2 separate regions of the Capra hircus genome follow, and region 2 is linked to region 1. Evidence: chromatin contacts called from public Hi-C data. All regions are on one chromosome and are shown on one strand. The core of a region is the stretch at or near the end of the contact, and the rest is flanking DNA. Distances in the headings are between cores, read along the strand shown. Region 1 overlaps WDTC1 (WD and tetratricopeptide repeats protein 1). Region 2 holds the start of FCN3 (ficolin-3).

Region 1 (7,783 bases), core at 3,474-5,973:
CACTTCATACAGTAAGGGCTCAACACTTAGAGCTGCTTTTCTGGGGAAGATGACTGGTCACTGGGAAGGCTGACTTCTCACAACTCCCTACCCCTTTGGGGAGGGACCAGAAGCCTCCCACGCGGGTACCTCTGCTCCCTGCAGGTCACCTGCCAGTGAAGCTGCCTGACTACAACAACCGTCTGAGAGTGCTGGTTGCCACGTATGTCACCTTCAGCCCCAATGGCACAGAGCTGCTGGTCAACATGGGGGGCGAGCAGGTACGGCTGGCCGCCCGAGGCGGTACCCCCCAACCCCCGCCCCCATATCCGGCAGCCAGGGCTGTGCCCGCCACATCCACTTCCATGAGGCAGACAAGAAGCCTCACTGTAAACGGCGTTACTGTGAAAAACCGAAATGCCGTGGCACCACTGGAATTCCCAGAGAAGTACCCTGCTCTTGAGTGTAAGCTTTAGAATTGACAGACCTGTCTTTAGTCACTGGCCTTTTATTTATGAGCTGTGTGCTGAGACTTTGAACACCTCTCTTCATTTTCCTGAACCTTGGTTTCCTCATCTGCTGCTTTCCTAGGAGGAAATCCTGTGGCTCAGAGCATGCAGCCAGGGTTCTGTTCAGGACCAGTTTTGGGAAGTCTTCTTTGATAATGACCGGTTGCTAAACCTTCTGTTGTTCTCGGTCAGGTTGTTTAATAAGCCTTGCATAAATTAATTTACTCTGCAAACACTCACTGAGTACTTACTCTGGGAGTAGCATTAGCATAAACATGAGGGAGACAGGTGCAAAATATGATCCATGCTAGGCTGACAGGAGAGACATGGCAAGTGAAACAAACCATTGATGACATTTAAAGGCAAGGTGTGATACAGGAGAAATGGGATGTGATACAGGAGACTGGGTGAGCCCCCGAGTTCAGAAGAGGGCTCTGGATCCAGATTGCTGAGCCGTCCCCTGGCTTAAAGGTGGTGTAAGGATAAGTGGGAGAGACAGTCTAGCAGAGTGGTTTGGAGCCAAATAGACTTGGTTTTAGGTGCTGGCTGTGCCACTTGCTGCTTTTATGGCCCTGGATAAATTAATTAAACTCTGAGCCGACATTTCTTCTTCTGGAAAGGTGGCTGATAATAGTACGTTTTTGTGGTACTAAAGATGGTACTCATTTTGTGGTACTCATTTCTAAGATGAAATGAGAAAAGTCATATAAAACACTTAACAGAGGAGCAAAGTAAGGATTCAATACATGTTAAGTAATAATAGGTAATATTTACTGAGGGAAGTAACTAGCAATGTTATTTGGGCAAATTGCTTCTCTGGGGTTTCAGTTTTCCCATTTATAACATGAGACCCCTGAGGCCCTTGTTGACCTAATACACATGTGATTCTAAGGAATGACAGTATTTGAAGCTGTCCACCCCCAGGGCCAGGCACTAGGAGGATTTTCCCACCTGAGGCTTGCTCCAGGAAGCACCCCGTCCTGTGTCACTCGGTGGTTCCCTGCTGAACACTCAGCTGTGTTCCCGAGAGCCGCCCAGGCCTCACTCCTGGCCCGGCCACGGTCTTGCCTCACAATGTCCATCTTCTCTTGACCCCTGCACTCTAGGTCTATTTGTTTGACCTGACTTACAAGCAGCGGCCGTATACCTTCCTCTTGCCTAGAAAATGCCACTCCTCAGGGGGTAAGTGCTCCCTGCCCGGCTCCTTCGGGGCATCTCTGCTGGGAACGTGAGTGTGCGCTGCCTCTGCCGGGCAGCCTGCCCCTTGCCTTGCACTGTGGATGTGATCCTCTGAAAGGAGCAGTTTCTCTGAAATAACACCGTACAGTAAGAAGGAAGGGAGTCCCAGGTCAGAGAGCTCTGGAAAAATGGCTTTGCCTCACAGCCCTTTTCACTTCCCTCAGAAAGAGCAGGTTCTTCCCATGGCTTGGCTCTTGAGGACCTGACGTAGTTGTGCCCTCCCCTGCCGTCCTAGACCAGTCTCCTCAGTGATTCTTCCTGGGGCCTGCAGTTGATTTAGGCACCTCCTCACCCCCCAACTTTTAGGCATCCCTACAGCCAGATAATGCCAAGTTGAAGTTATGTCCCTCTCCAGCCAGCAGAGGGCGCACAGGCTTGCTTTATGTGCTTGCCGGTCTGCCTGTCAGAACTTGCTTTCTGGGAGTAGATCTACCCTGGGAGGGACAGCCCTGCTGTGGAGCCGTCAGATCCCCGGATGGAAGCTGGAGGGCTGCTGAGGAGAAGTGAGGACTGCCTCCTAAGTTGTTGCTGTTCCTTTCTAACCACCCACCGCCAGAAGTTCAGAATGGCAAGATGTCCACCAACGGTGTGTCCAACGGCGTGTCCAACGGCCTGCACCTTCACAGCAATGGCTTCCGGCTGCCAGAGACTAGGGGGCATGTCAGGTAAGGCCAGCCTGACTTGGGGCACAGAGGCTTCTGGAATGTGGCAGTGGTCCCCATGCCACCTCTGCCTGATGGGACTCCAGTCGTGCTCCAGCTGAAGCTCTGGTCTCTTGGTGCCAGTAGCTGGGGTCAGGACCCAGGGGCTAGCGCCTCTTAGCCCTGGGCTCCCTCCTAAAGGGTCCCGCACAGCCAGGCCTCCCCCGTTGTGTTTTCTGCATTCATAGCATCTTCAAGCCTCTTGCACTGCCAGGCCCTGAGCTCAGCTTTTGATACAGAGGTGCCCAGGTCCTCTAGCCCTTGAGAGAAACCTCTCTATAGAGAGATCCATGGGCGGGACTTGGACGGTGACAAAGTTCAGCTCAGCATGGAGGCCGGAGGTGTCAGCTACTTTCATGCCTAGTTTGATGAAGAATTCCTTTAAACCTGTCTAGGACAACTTCATTTCTGCCTGTCTGTTTTTTTTCACTGGCACAAAGCATCTGGAATTGTGGCTATTGACCTGCCACAGTTACCCAAGCCAAGGGTGGGAGTGGCATCCTCTTTCATATGACAGTGCAGATCTCAGGGACCAAGAAAACCTGGGAGGCCTCCAGGCAGGGCCACAGACATCCTGAGGGGCTGCTCTGACCTTCCTTGGTTGGCCTGACACTCTGCTTCCCCCGTAGCCCCCAGGTAGAGCTGCCCCCATACCTGGAGCGGGTGAAACAGCAAGCCAATGAGGCTTTTGCTTGCCAGCAGTGGACCCAGGCCATTCAGCTTTACAGCAAGGCCGTGCAGAGGGCCCCTCACAACGCCATGCTCTATGGGAACCGAGCTGCTGCCTACATGAAGCGCAAGTGGTGAGTGGGCCTGATGGAACCAAGTTGCTGAGGCATCCAGGGACAGTAGCAGTGGCATCCTGCTGCCCCTCAGGGCATGTTAGGCCCAGGCCTCTCACCCATTCCTGGTTGGTGGTGGGCAGGTGCCTGACCTGTTAGTCAGGAAGCTTCAAACACCAGGAGAGCTCACAGTTAAGTGGAACATGTTCACAAGTAGCTTCAGCATGTTAATGCTGTGGTTGCTGGAAGTAGGAATTGGGAGAGTGGTTAATCCCAGTCCTTGGAGAATTGGGCCTTGAATCGGACTTTTAAAGGGGCAGTAGAATCTTGCTAGATGGAAATGAGGCCCTGGTGAATTCAGTTGCTGTCTGTTTGAAGTGATTGTGCAGCGCCTTGACCTTGGAGTTTGCTGTCCTATGCTCTTGGACCCTTTGGACCAAGCACAAGCAGGATCCTAGACATCTGAAGCTGGCTGTGGGTCTTGCTGTGTGGTAATGGCCAGTGGTAAGGGAACAGGTCCATATCCTGAAGAACCCTTTATCTTTGAAGACCACCAGGGCCCCCAGCCCTTCCGCCTACAGCACCAGCAGGCAAGCAGGCAGGCAGACCCCATCCCCCAGCCAGGGCCAGGATGGGAGATGGATAAAGCTGGGCCCACAGCCATTTCTGCTCCGTCTGGCATCCGTCGGCTCTGCCCAGACAGACAGGCCAGCTGGTGTGCCATCGTCTGGCTGCAACTCGGCAGGCCAGAGAGGGAAGCTTAAGAAACCCACCCAAGTCAGCAGGCTGGTGGATGGGGGTTTGGGAAGATGCTGCCCCCACAGGCCTTAGCTCAGACATCAGGAGTTGGCCACGGGCTCAGATGGCAGCCAGCCCCAGGAGATGACAGTTGGGGGCCCTCCTGGGGTGTTTTGCCCCTCTTTTCCAGCAGGTGGGTAGAATGCAGTGGTCTTCATGCAGGCTGTAGGCTGAGCACACTCTCCTGCATTTTTGCTGAGAAGGACTGATGATTTCCCAGTCCACAGTACCCTTAACATCTTCTCTGAATCCCTACTATGCGCTGAGAACTAGAGACACAAAGTTCTGTCCCTCCGAGTTCCTGTGCTCCAGAGCGCACAGCCTCTGGACAGGGGATAAAGAGGTGGGCATGGTCCATCACCGAAGAGGCAGGAAGCAGTGAGTCTTTGAAGGGTCAGGTGAAGTGCCATGGGCAGAGGAAAAGTCGGGTCACTGTACCTGGGGATCAGGGAGCACCGGGAAGACATGGTGTCTGCTTTCAGTGTGGGCAGGCTTAGACAGGAGAGGAAAGGGGGGAGGGGACTGTGGGGGAAGGACATTCCCAGGGAGATGAAACAGTGTGAACAAAGGCGTGGGGGTGGGGGACTGACTGAAGAGCTTGTTTGCAGAACAACAAATCCATTTGGCTGGAGCAGAGGGTTCGGGAAGGGACTGGCAGGAGATGAGTCTGTGAGGTAGCCTGGGGCCAGCCTGGGAAGGACTTGGAATGCAGAGCGGTGGCGTTTTGGCCTCGATTCAGTGGATGATGGGCAGCTACTGAAGAGTTTCGAGCAGCAGAGGGAGGTGTTGAGGGCTGTCTTTTCAGGGAGATTGAGCTGGCAGCAAGTCCGGATGGGTGCGCCCTGGGGCCAGCTTGCTCTCTCCCCATCCCCACGTGCCTGCCAGTGACCCTTAGAATGTCACGTTCTGTCCCAGGCCAGTCTCCCCAGGGCGGCCATCTGCTCCTGGATGCGGTGGGAGCTGTCGCCCTCTGGCTCCTGGCTGCTTTCTGGTCTGGCTCTCCCCGGGAGTTCTGAGGGGCACCTTGCAGGCGGTAATTGGGTTTCCGAAGCGCGCCTGCTCCTCCGTCACAGCCACTCGTTCTGACGCAGCTGCGCCGTCGGGACACTCTGTCTCCCGCCCGCCTCCGCACTGCCAAGACTCTTGTCCCTGCTCTGAGCACTGGCGCTCCCTCTGGGTGCTGTAGGAGGGAGGGTCAGGAGCACAGCTCCAGCGTCAGACCTGCCCTGGCCCCCGCGCACAGGGGTTGTGAGCTGCGCCTTGGTGGGGAGGCCATGGGGGGGGGGGGGCGGTTGGCGGCGTGCTTCTTAACGCAAGTGGGTCCTAGGCCCGCCTCACCCCAGCAGAGGGGAAAAACAGAGAAGTGGATCCCGTGAGGACACCTGGCTCTCCAGTTGAGAGGTGGGGCTGTCTGTGGACCTGGGCAGATGTGTATTCTATACTCCTGCACAGGGTGGGAGGAGGAGGGGCTTCTTCTCTGACCCTCCCCACCCCGCGAAACTATTCCCACTTCCCCACATCCATGCTTCGGGAGTTTGGAGAAGTTAGTGTGGACGATTTGCAGCTCCTGTGGCCTATGCCTGCCCCCACTCCCGCCATCCACTTCCAGAGAAGTGACTCTGCCAGACTGTCAGGCCCCATCCTCCAGCCCCGGGAGGTAGAGGCCACAGCTGCTGTGGATCAGTCAGCCAGGACAGAGGGGGCCTGGCTGAGGACTTGCTGCCTGCTGGTCAGCAGCCTGAATCCCCAGCCTGACACTTCTGGCTTCCCCGGACCACAGAACTGTCCTTGAGGGCCCCCTGCCTCAGACCTGGCTTTGAAGGCCAGCCGGGGGGATCTGAGGAGGTGGGTGGAGGAAAAGAGAAGGAGGGCCTGGGAGCCTGAGGCGGGCAAGATGCCAGGCCTTCTGCTGCAGGGCTGCGGGTGCCTGGGGTGAGCGGGTGCACAGTTGCACTCTGTGTCCAGCAGAGGGCAACCCGACACTGGTTTTTGCCTTATGCCCACCCTCTACCTGCCAAGACTCCAGGGTTCCTGGCTTTCCTCCTAAACATACTCTGCCTCCTAGAGAGCAAGTCCTGGGCTGAACCAGGATTCTGTTCATCCCCAAATACCCTTGCCCTGAGATCGCTCAAAGGTGGGCTGGGGTGGCCACAGGAAGCGACAAGACTGAATGGGGACTCCCTACCTGCCATGGGGCCCCACCTCCAAAGCACACTCCCCTGCCTTCCCAGGGATGGTGACCACTACGATGCCCTGAGGGACTGCCTCAAGGCCATCTCCCTAAATCCATGCCACCTGAAGGCGCACTTCCGCCTGGCCCGATGCCTCTTTGAGCTCAAGTACGTGGCTGAGGCCCTAGAGTGCCTGGATGATTTCAAAGGGAAGTTCCCGGAGCAGGCCCATAGCAGCGCCTGTGACGCATTGGGACGTGACATCACGGCCGCCCTCTTCTCCAAAAATGACGGTGGTGAGTAGAGTGCGCACTGAGGAGGGGTTGCTGTCACTCTGTCTGTTGGAGATGCTGCGTGACATTCTGGAGAGGACGTAAGTCCTGAGACTGGAGAGGCCTGGGCTCACACTGATTGAGAACCACGTGACCCTGAGACAGTCACTTGGTCTCTTCGAGACAAGGATTAGCAATAGCGTGTTTAAGGCACCTGGTGTGGTTCCCCCGGGGCTCAGGATAGGAGTCGGCTGAGCTAGGTCATCCTCTCCTGTCATAGACAGGGCCTTGGCCGTTCCGTTGGGATCCGAGCTCCAGCTAGTTGGCTAGAGTGCACTTGCTCCAGATTGCATGGGTGCAGGAGAGACAGCCCACAGGGCAGTGGTAAGGCCCCAGGCACAGGGATGGAGCCTCAGTTCCAGTCTCAGCTCTGCCATGTGGAACCATGAGACTGGGCAGAGCACAGCCTCTCTGAACCTGCTGGCTTATTTGTACAGCATGTTGAAGGGCCTGCCCTGCTCCTCTGGGTAGCGCTGGAGAGTGAGCCAGGTAACTGTGCAGTCTGTAAACATGAGAGGGGAGCTCACTGGGGGCAGACATGCAGCTTCCTCTTCTGCTCTGCAGCGTATTGGACCATGGATTGATCCATCTGTCTGGATAGTGCCAGGCACTGTGCTATGTCCTGGGAATACATCTGGGAACAAGTCAGATAGAATTTCTATTCAAGAATTTATAGCCTGGGAAGGACCCTAGCGATGAAGGAGAAGCAAAGAAGGCCCCGGGGGCTTGATAGGGTGTGAGTGCAGGGGAGGGGTTGAAGGCAGCCTGGGGTTTGTGAGGGAGACGTTCAGGCAGAGATCTTGAAGCTGGGGAAGAGGTGACTAGGCAGAGTGTCGCCAGAGGTGAAGCGTCTGGCAGAGGGGCCAGCGCGTGCCAAGGCCTTGAGGCAGGCAGGGACAAGGCACTGAGAGAGCTGGTGTGACTTTACTGAGGCGCGTATGCGGCCACCGGGACCCAGGCTGACTTGTCTTCCGGGGCGGGAGGGCTAGAAAAATCACCCGCTCAAGGCTCTCTTGGCAGCGCTTTGCCCTCCCCTCCCCGCCGCTCACCTCCACAGCAACAGACCTTAGGGCCGGGCATCCTCGGGGCTTCCAGACATTATTCAGGGACCTAAGCCAAGGCCATCCTGGCATCAGCGATCTCCTCTTGAACACCCTCAAGGGCAGGATGCACAGATGCCTCTTTTCCACAGTTGTTCCCAGTTTTCCAGGGTAGTGGGAGAGGGACAGCCCTTCATGGCTTACTACTTGGAGGGAGAACGGGGTGAAGGAT
Region 2 (7,783 bases), core at 3,526-6,025, 64 kb after region 1:
GTGAAGCACCATTTAATCCCTGTGGTAAGGGTGGCCCACGCCTTGGCGTGAGGCCCTTTCAATGCTATAACTATGGGCAGGGGCTTTGAACATCAAATAGCGCCCGTTGAGATTGGTCTGATAGCAGGATCCGTGCCACCAGGCTCCGGGGAGACTCACTGTGCAGTTTCTCCCACTTGTATCATGGTTGATGGGAAAGGGTTTCCCGGTGTGGAAGCTCTGGGAGGCCCCTGGCAGGAAGAGGGTGGGAAGCGCCTCGGTGCTGGCACCATGCCTGGCACCCTTGAAGAGATGATATCACAGGAGCCTGAGGGCAACTGTGAGGTGGGTGTTTTCAGGCCCCTTGGGAAAAAACAGCAGTGTCATGGAACCAGGGCGTTGGCCCAGGCAGGTAATCACAGAGGCATTGGGACTTGAGCTCAGGACTGTGGCTCCAAAGCCACTGACGCCTCCCTTTGCCTCGTCCCCTCCCAGAATCTCCGGCTTCCCTCTTGCTCATTTGTCTCCTCGCAGCTCCCAGCTGCAGCCTGAGCTACTGTGCTTGGGGGAGCTAGGAGGGACTTCTCAGACGCTTAGGCAGGAAAGGGGGCTCCACTGAGGCACTCCTTGTAACCACTTCCCTCTTTCAAATTTCTTCTCAACTGTTGGTATTTCTCTGGAAAAAAAAAAAAAAAGACTTTCTTGGTTCCTCTTCCAAAGCAGATAATGATAACACTCAACAGAGCCTCAGCTGGCTCTCACATCCTCCCTCCCTGCCTCCTTACCCATTTTACAGGAGAGGAAACTGAGGCTCTGACCCAGAAGGGACTTGCCCAAGGTCACACAGTTAGTAAACGACAGAGCTGGATTTTAAACTCAGGATCGATTGCCTGCAGAGCCTAACTTGTTCACTCCTACACCACCCTGTCTCATCACTGCCATTTTTTCCAATGAGAAAACAGATCCGCAGCAGGGGAAGGAGTTGTCCTGGGTCATCCGTGGAGGCCATGGCAGCTCTGGGGAAAAATCCAGCCTCCCTAGACTTCTTGGCTTGCTCCAGGGCCCTACTGTAGGCTTGCTCACCTGCCCTGCCCTCTGAGAACCTGCCCAGCAACAGCTGGTGATGGTCTGCCTCCACTAGGAGGAGGAAGGACCTACAGGGAACAAAGGTGTGGTTGCCTAAAGTCCTCCGGCTCCACCCACAGCTCCTGGGTGCCTGGGGGAGGGGACAGGGAGTCAGAGACGGAGGAATCCTCAGATCCCAGGTGGGAATCAGAATGCCAGGGAAAGGCCCCTCAGACTCCCTGGACCCTACTGAGAAACACCCTGGAGAGTAAGCTGGTGCAAATTCTCATTCCCCAGCCAGAATTCAGACTCCTGGCTCCCCACACCTGCTGTGTAGGAAGACCAAGAGCAGAAGGAATCCACGGAACCATCCCGTCACCCCTGGAAGACCTAGGGAGGCAGAGAAGGTGACAATGGGAGTCATCACCCCGGGCTGAGCCTGGGATGAGGAGATGCAAGGGGCAGAGGCGCTATGAGGGGTAGGCGGACAGATGGTTTGAGGGCTTGTTGATAAAGTGTGAGACCAAGTGAGCCTTGCCTGTGAATATGCCAGTCAACTCTACACACCTTTTACTGACTCTCAACTTCACACCACAGTCCCTGGATGGACTGAAATAGAACCGTTGTCCCTGCCTTCAAGAGATGGTCAGCCCAGTTGGGAGTAGGATTCAAAATAACCCTGCTTTCATTTACGATAAGAACCAAGGTATTAGAGCAGAGGTCCATTCAGTCTTACTCTGATACTCCCTCTCAACCCCAGTTTCCTCTTCATGCCAAGCAGTCCCCAGGTCCTGTAGAGTTTCTCTCCTAAATATCTTTCAGTCTAAGAGCCTCTACCTTTGTTCCTGTCCCTGCCCACCCTCTTCTCCTGCCCAGATCCCTGCAGTCATCCTAAACTGTGTCCCTACCTGCACTCTGGTCCCCATTCAATGCATTCTCCACAGTGTAGCCTGAGTCTTCTTTCAAAAACATGTCTGACCTGGTCCCTCCTCTGCTTGAAACTCTTCCAAGGCTCCCCACTCCCACTGAGTCAGTCACTCAGTGCCCTTTGTGAATGGGTCTCTGCTGTCTGGGCCTTCTCCATGCTTGACCCACACCAGTAGACCTCAATCAAGCACTCCACCTGCTCTCAGCTCACTTGTCCGGTCTCCCCCACCCCCTCATGCTCTCCGGCCTCCCTGCATTTGTCTTTCGCTCTACCTGGAAGGCCCTTCCTATAGGCACCTCACCTATCTTGAGAACTTCTACACAGCCTTCAGGGCCCTTTCAAATGGCATCTCCTCTGTGAAGCCTTCTCAGACTTCTTCAGGCCCTCTGGGAGCTCAGTAAGCATTTGTTAGTGATACTCACCAAAGGGATGTCTTGGCTCCAGTGGGCTCTGGCGCCGCCTAGGGGCCAAGGGGAAGAAGTGCCCACTGGGTCTGACTTGCTCCAGTCCTTTCTCTCCCTGACACTCCTTCACCAGCCAGCCACCATCTGCGGTGTCCTTGTCACAAAAGACAAAATTAAAAGACGCTTGCCCCTTGGAAGAAAAGCTATGACCAACCTAGATAGCGTATTAAAAAGCAGAGACATTGCTTTGCCAACAAAGGTCCATCTAATCAAAGCTCTGGTTTTTCCAGTAGTCAGGTATGGATGTGAGAGTTGGACTATAAAGAAAGCTGAGTGCCAAAGAATTAATGCTTTTGAACTGTGGTGTTGGAGAAGACTCTTGAGAGTCCCTTGGACTGCAAGGAGATCCAACCAGTCCATCCTAAAGGAAATCAGTCCTGAATATTTATTGGAATGACTGATGCTGAAGCTGAAACTCCAATACTTTGGCCACCTGATGCAAAGAACTGACTCATTTGAAAAGACCCTGATGCTGGGAAAGACTGAAGGCGAGAGGAGAAGGGGGCAACAGAGGATGAGATGGTTGGATGACAACACTGATTCAATGGACGTGAATTTGAGTAAACTCGGGGAGTTGGTGATGGACAGGGAGGCCTGGTGTGCTGCAGTCCATGGGGTCGCAAAGAGTCAGCCACGACTGAGCCACTGAACTGAACTGTCACAAAAGCCTGGGAGGGCTCAGCACTCAGGTAGGCACAGATGGTACCAGTCACTCAAAGTGGTCTTCCGGCTCAGCAGCTCCTGGCAGCTCCCAGGGCCTGGGGAAGAGGAGATGAGCTGATGGGGGCCCCTAAGTTATTTCCCAAGCCCCAGCCCACAGGCAATGGAAGAGGCCACGTGCTGGACTCCAGGAGCCCTCTCAATTCCTTTGGACCCCTGAAGAGGGGCTCTGGGTGTGGGGCTGGGCCACTCCTGCTGACCCAACAACACCCCAGCACCATCTGATTCCAGGTGCCTGGGCTCCAGCAAAGATGGCCTCAACCTTCCTGTCCCCACAGCAAGTTCACTGAATCTCCAGCCCCAAGAAAAGATGAATGTTGACTCTGAAGTCTGAGTACTCCCAAGGGAAGGCTCACGAACCACCAGAGGGGAGGGTGCCCAGGCCCTTCTCCTGATTCTCACCACTCCTCCCAGCTTTCCACCCCCACTGCATGTGTGCTAAGTCGCTTCAGTCGTGTCTGACTCTTTGTGACCCTGTGGATTGTAGCCTGCCAGGCTCTTCTGTCCATGGGATTCTCCAGTCAAGAATACTGGGGCGGGTTGTCCTCCAGGGGATCTTCCCGATCCAGGGATCGAACGTGCATCTCTTATGTCTCTGCAATGGAAGACAGGTTCTTTACCACTAGTGCCACCAGCTTTCTATCCCCTCTACAAGAGGTCAATCACGGCCAATTCCTGAGCAGCAGCCAAGCAGCCCCCTCTCTGGTCCAGGGACAGAGCAAAGAAAGAAGAGACCTCTAGCTCCACACAGTCCCCAGGCTCACCCTTGGGACCCATCTTGCCCAGTGATCCAGGCTGCCCTGACATCCCAGAAACAGAGAGATGCCTTACACCCTGCCCTATGTCAGGGGCCAGAAAGCAGTCAAGTCAGATCCCAGCTGCAGCCTTTCGTGGCTCCTGGCTCTGTGTACATGGGTGAATGACTGATCCTCTCTGAACCTCCCTTCCCCCACAGCCCAGCGAGATGGGGATGATACTACCTACCCCACAGGGTCAGTCTTAGGATGCTGGGCATCCAGCCTGGAGCCTGGCACACAAATGTTCCTTGCCCCTTCACCATGGTCTCTTAGCACAGACTGTAATTGCTGCCTCCGCAGGCCCCTGCCTGATCTCTGGCATCTCTTACCTTGAGGACCTGGTGCTCCCTTCTCCCCAGGACTTCCTGGGGTTCCAGGACAACTGGGCAAGAGGACAACTTTACTGGCTTCCAGTTTCCTGGGTTCTGCAGGGAGATACAGGGCCAGGTGGGCACAGGATGGGCATGGGGGTAGTGGGTATGTCTCTTCCAGATCCCTCTGCACTTTTCTTTCCATCCCCCAGATTCTAGCTGTCAGGTTTTTCATCATTTGCATCTATTTGCATACAGTGTGTGTGTGTGTGTGTGTGTGTGTGTGTGTGTGTAGCCCAGATTATCAAACTCCCACCCTACTCCTTGAGGCTAGTGAGCCTGGGTGGGAGAAGGATACCTAGGGAGAGGATGAGGATGGGATGGTGAGTGGGTGAGTGGGGAGGGTACCCTGGGCCCCTATCTGGGCAGCTGGGGTAGTCCTGGGTCCTCAGAGAGGCAGGCTCCCCAAACAAGAGGAGGAAAGGGGAAGGTGGGGTCCACAGAGGGCCCATCTTGCTGGGGCCCTGAGAAAAGATTCCAGGCTGGTGGGAGGACATGAAGCAAGACTTCCTCCCTTGTCTTTCCCCAGGGATACCCCACCCAGGCTGGAACCAGCAGAAGGTGGGGGCTTTTCCTCCTTCACCTTTGAGAGAATGGGCATTATTCCTGCCCGGTCCAACCAGGATGGAGTCCAACTTCTGATCCTGGCCACCAAGACTCTGCAGCCATCTCTTCAGACTTCTGCACTCACATAGGGTCTTTCTACTTTTGTTTCTTAGCTCATCTGGAACCCCCTCCTCGTCTCTCCCTGTGAAGCTCCCCGCTATGCATGAAGGTCCAGCTCTCATGTCATCTCCACTAGGAATTCTTCCCTGATCCTTGTCACCATATTGGGAATGACCACCGATACCATCTGGTGGGCACCTGCTGCCCACCCCCACCCCAAGTCATGCTGGGTGCTATTTGTATATCGCCTCCCATCCTTACACAGTCCCACTGATGGTTGTTATTAATATTATTGAAACTGGGTTATAGGCTGGTACATAGCAGGTGCCCCATTAATGTTCATTAAATGAATAAACAAGGAAAAACAGGCTCAGAGACAGGACATGATTTGTGTTCTCTCTGCCAGAGATTTTTCCCAAGCCCCTAACCATGCCCCCAACCAGAGAGAAGCATTGTTAGCAAGGTGACTTCATGCCCACCCTCAGGTCCACTGAAGAGTCCCTGGCAGAGGCTAGAAAACAGCTGCTAATATAGGCCATCACATGGGCAGACCATGCGGGGCAGGCATGCAGGCCAGTGAAGAAGAGGCAGCAGCCTTGGTCCAGATGCGAGGGGTGAGGTCTCAGCTGGAGAGGGACCTCTGGTGACAGAGGACAGGAAAACGTTGTTCATTCATTCACTCATCAAATCCTCCCTGAGGGCCTTCTCTATACCAGGCCCAGTTCTTGTGGGGGTAGAAAAGGCCAGGTTCATGAGAGTGTCAAGGAAGGTGGAGGCCAAGCTTGCCAGACAGGATGGATCCATGAGATGAACGCTGAGAAGCTCCAATTCCAGTTCTAGGAATATGTCCCCACCACACACACTCTGCTGCAGGTATGCCAAGATCTGAAGACAAGCCCGTTTATCATGATGCTGTTTACGATAAAACGGAAATAACCCAGTTGGACTTTGACAGGATGCAGGCAAATCAACCATCACCATCTGAATAAGTCATGGGGCAAATCTGATCTCTAACGAAAGGGGCAGCGTTGCAGAACAAAATGTAAAGCATGCTCCCACTTCGTTTTGTTTTTTTTTTTGTAATGAAAAACTTTAAAAAATAATTTTATTTTTGGCTGCGCTGGGTCTTCGTTGCGTTGTGCGGTCTTTACTTGCAGCGAGCATGGGTCTCTCATTGCAGTGGCTTCTCTAATTGCAAAGCACGGCCTCCAGGCATGCGGGTTTCAGTAGTTGTGGCATATGGGCTTAGCTGCTCTGAGGCCGGTAGAATCTTCTTGGACCAGGGATGGAACCCGCATGGCCTGCACTGCCAGGCGGATTCTTAACCCCTGCGCCACCAGAGAAGTCCCTCATTTTGTATTAAAAAAAAAACTAAGTGTGTGTAGGTATGTCTTTTGTAAATTCATAGAGAAAGGTGTGACCCATCCTGTTAAGCATAGTTATTTCTGGGGAGTGGGACACTGGGGAGAGTGATTCTCGTTCTTCATGTACATGAATGTCCGTGTAGTCCTTTTGCTCTTTGCAGGCATTTACTACATTTGAAAAAGAAAACATCCACTAGAGAAATGTCCTTAAGTGGGTGAAAAGCCAGGAGGAGGTGGAGCATTCTTTCCTTGGCCTGGGAGAGAACGGGCATCGTCCCAGCCAGGGGAGGGCAACCCAGGCAGGAGAAACCATGTGTACAGAGGCTTGAAGAAGAGAGAGCAAGGCAGGCTGGGTCACATGACCCAGATGCAGGGACCTGGAGGGGAGGCTGATGTCTGAGAGGAGGAGAGGTGTTGATAGAAGTGAGTCTGTGCAGCAAGAAAGACACAGATGTGTATAACGGACTTTTGGACTCAGAGGGAGAGGGAGAGGGTGGGATGATTTGGGAGAATGGCATTCTAACATGTATACTATCATGTAAGAATCGAATCGCCAGTCTATGTCTGACGCAGGATACAGCATGCTTGGGGCTGGGGCATGGGGATGACCCAGAGAGATGTTATGGGGAGGGAGGTGGGAGGGGGTTCATGTTTGGGAACGCATGTAAGAATTAAAGATTTTAAAATTTAAATAAATAAATAAATAAAAATTTAAAAAAAAAAAAAGAAGTGAGTCTGTGGGGTGGTGGACTGTGTTTGGCATTGATGGGTAGGCAGGTGAGCCCTCTGAGAGGCCAAGAAGCAGCTGAAACTCCCTGTGGAGCCCAGGGGCCCTAAAGCCTTTCCCGCTGCAGCCAGAGATCCTGCAAGAAGAGGTGGCCTCAAGGGGAGGAAGAGATGCAGGCATTTGGGCAGCTGGAGGGGTGAATGGGTGCCCTGGAGTGAAGCAGACGGGGCACATGCCCCTGCTCTGAACCTGCCCTACATCCCACTGAGATGGAACACTGTTACTGGACTTTATAGACGAGGAAACCGAAGCCCAGAGCTGCTCCATTAACTTTCAGTCCCACAAGGCAGTCGGGTTCCACAGGCTAAACTCTTGCCCGTGACTCTCTACCGCCTCTCAGCTTTCTAGGACAATCATGGGACTAAATGAGACACTGATGCCAGACTCTCAGCCACACGCCTGGTTTCCAGCAAGTGCCCCATGGATAGGAGATGTTATTAGAGAAGACTTCTGGGCCCAGGGTTGAGGGGGTGAAGAGAGGGAGGTGGGCGTAAGTGATGCTTTCTAGGAGGGCCCATTCAAGGAAGGCCAGAAGTACCCTGGGGAGGGTCCCGGGGGTACCTCCACCTTGGCACAAGGGCAGAGATCCAATTTAGGAGCCAAAAAAAAAAAACTGGAGATGCCTCTGCAGAGGAGTTCTGA

The links. Hi-C and Micro-C count contacts between places; a contact is called where the count stands out from the background.
Region 2: a contact with region 1 is called in a Hi-C map of blood, with 7 times the contacts expected there. The contact joins the promoter of FCN3 here to the enhancer-like site in region 1. A contact is called at or near these places in 2 of 5 Hi-C or Micro-C datasets (both in blood).

The regions. Positions count from the first base shown.
Region 1 is chr2:9,988,113-9,995,895 of ARS1.2, forward strand. WDTC1 (WD and tetratricopeptide repeats protein 1) reads left to right here. Exons shown (of 16, transcript XM_018056645.1): 9 at 145-260; 10 at 1,595-1,670; 11 at 2,287-2,392; 12 at 3,058-3,231; 13 at 6,240-6,475. Among named protein-coding and RNA genes, the nearest start is that of TMEM222, 21 kb to the right of the region's middle. Within about 2 kb of position 4,724, at least 4 of the 5 cell types and tissues checked have an H3K27ac peak or open chromatin away from gene starts, as enhancers often do.
Region 2 is chr2:10,051,700-10,059,482 of ARS1.2, forward strand. FCN3 (ficolin-3) reads right to left here and starts at 4,776. Exons shown (of 10, transcript XM_018066283.1): 1 at 4,673-4,776; 2 at 4,283-4,371; 3 at 3,906-3,956; 4 at 3,419-3,448; 5 at 3,099-3,194; 6 at 2,507-2,559; 7 at 1,305-1,434; 8 at 1,162-1,195; 9 at 1,067-1,160; 10 at 1-282. The coding sequence starts at 4,776.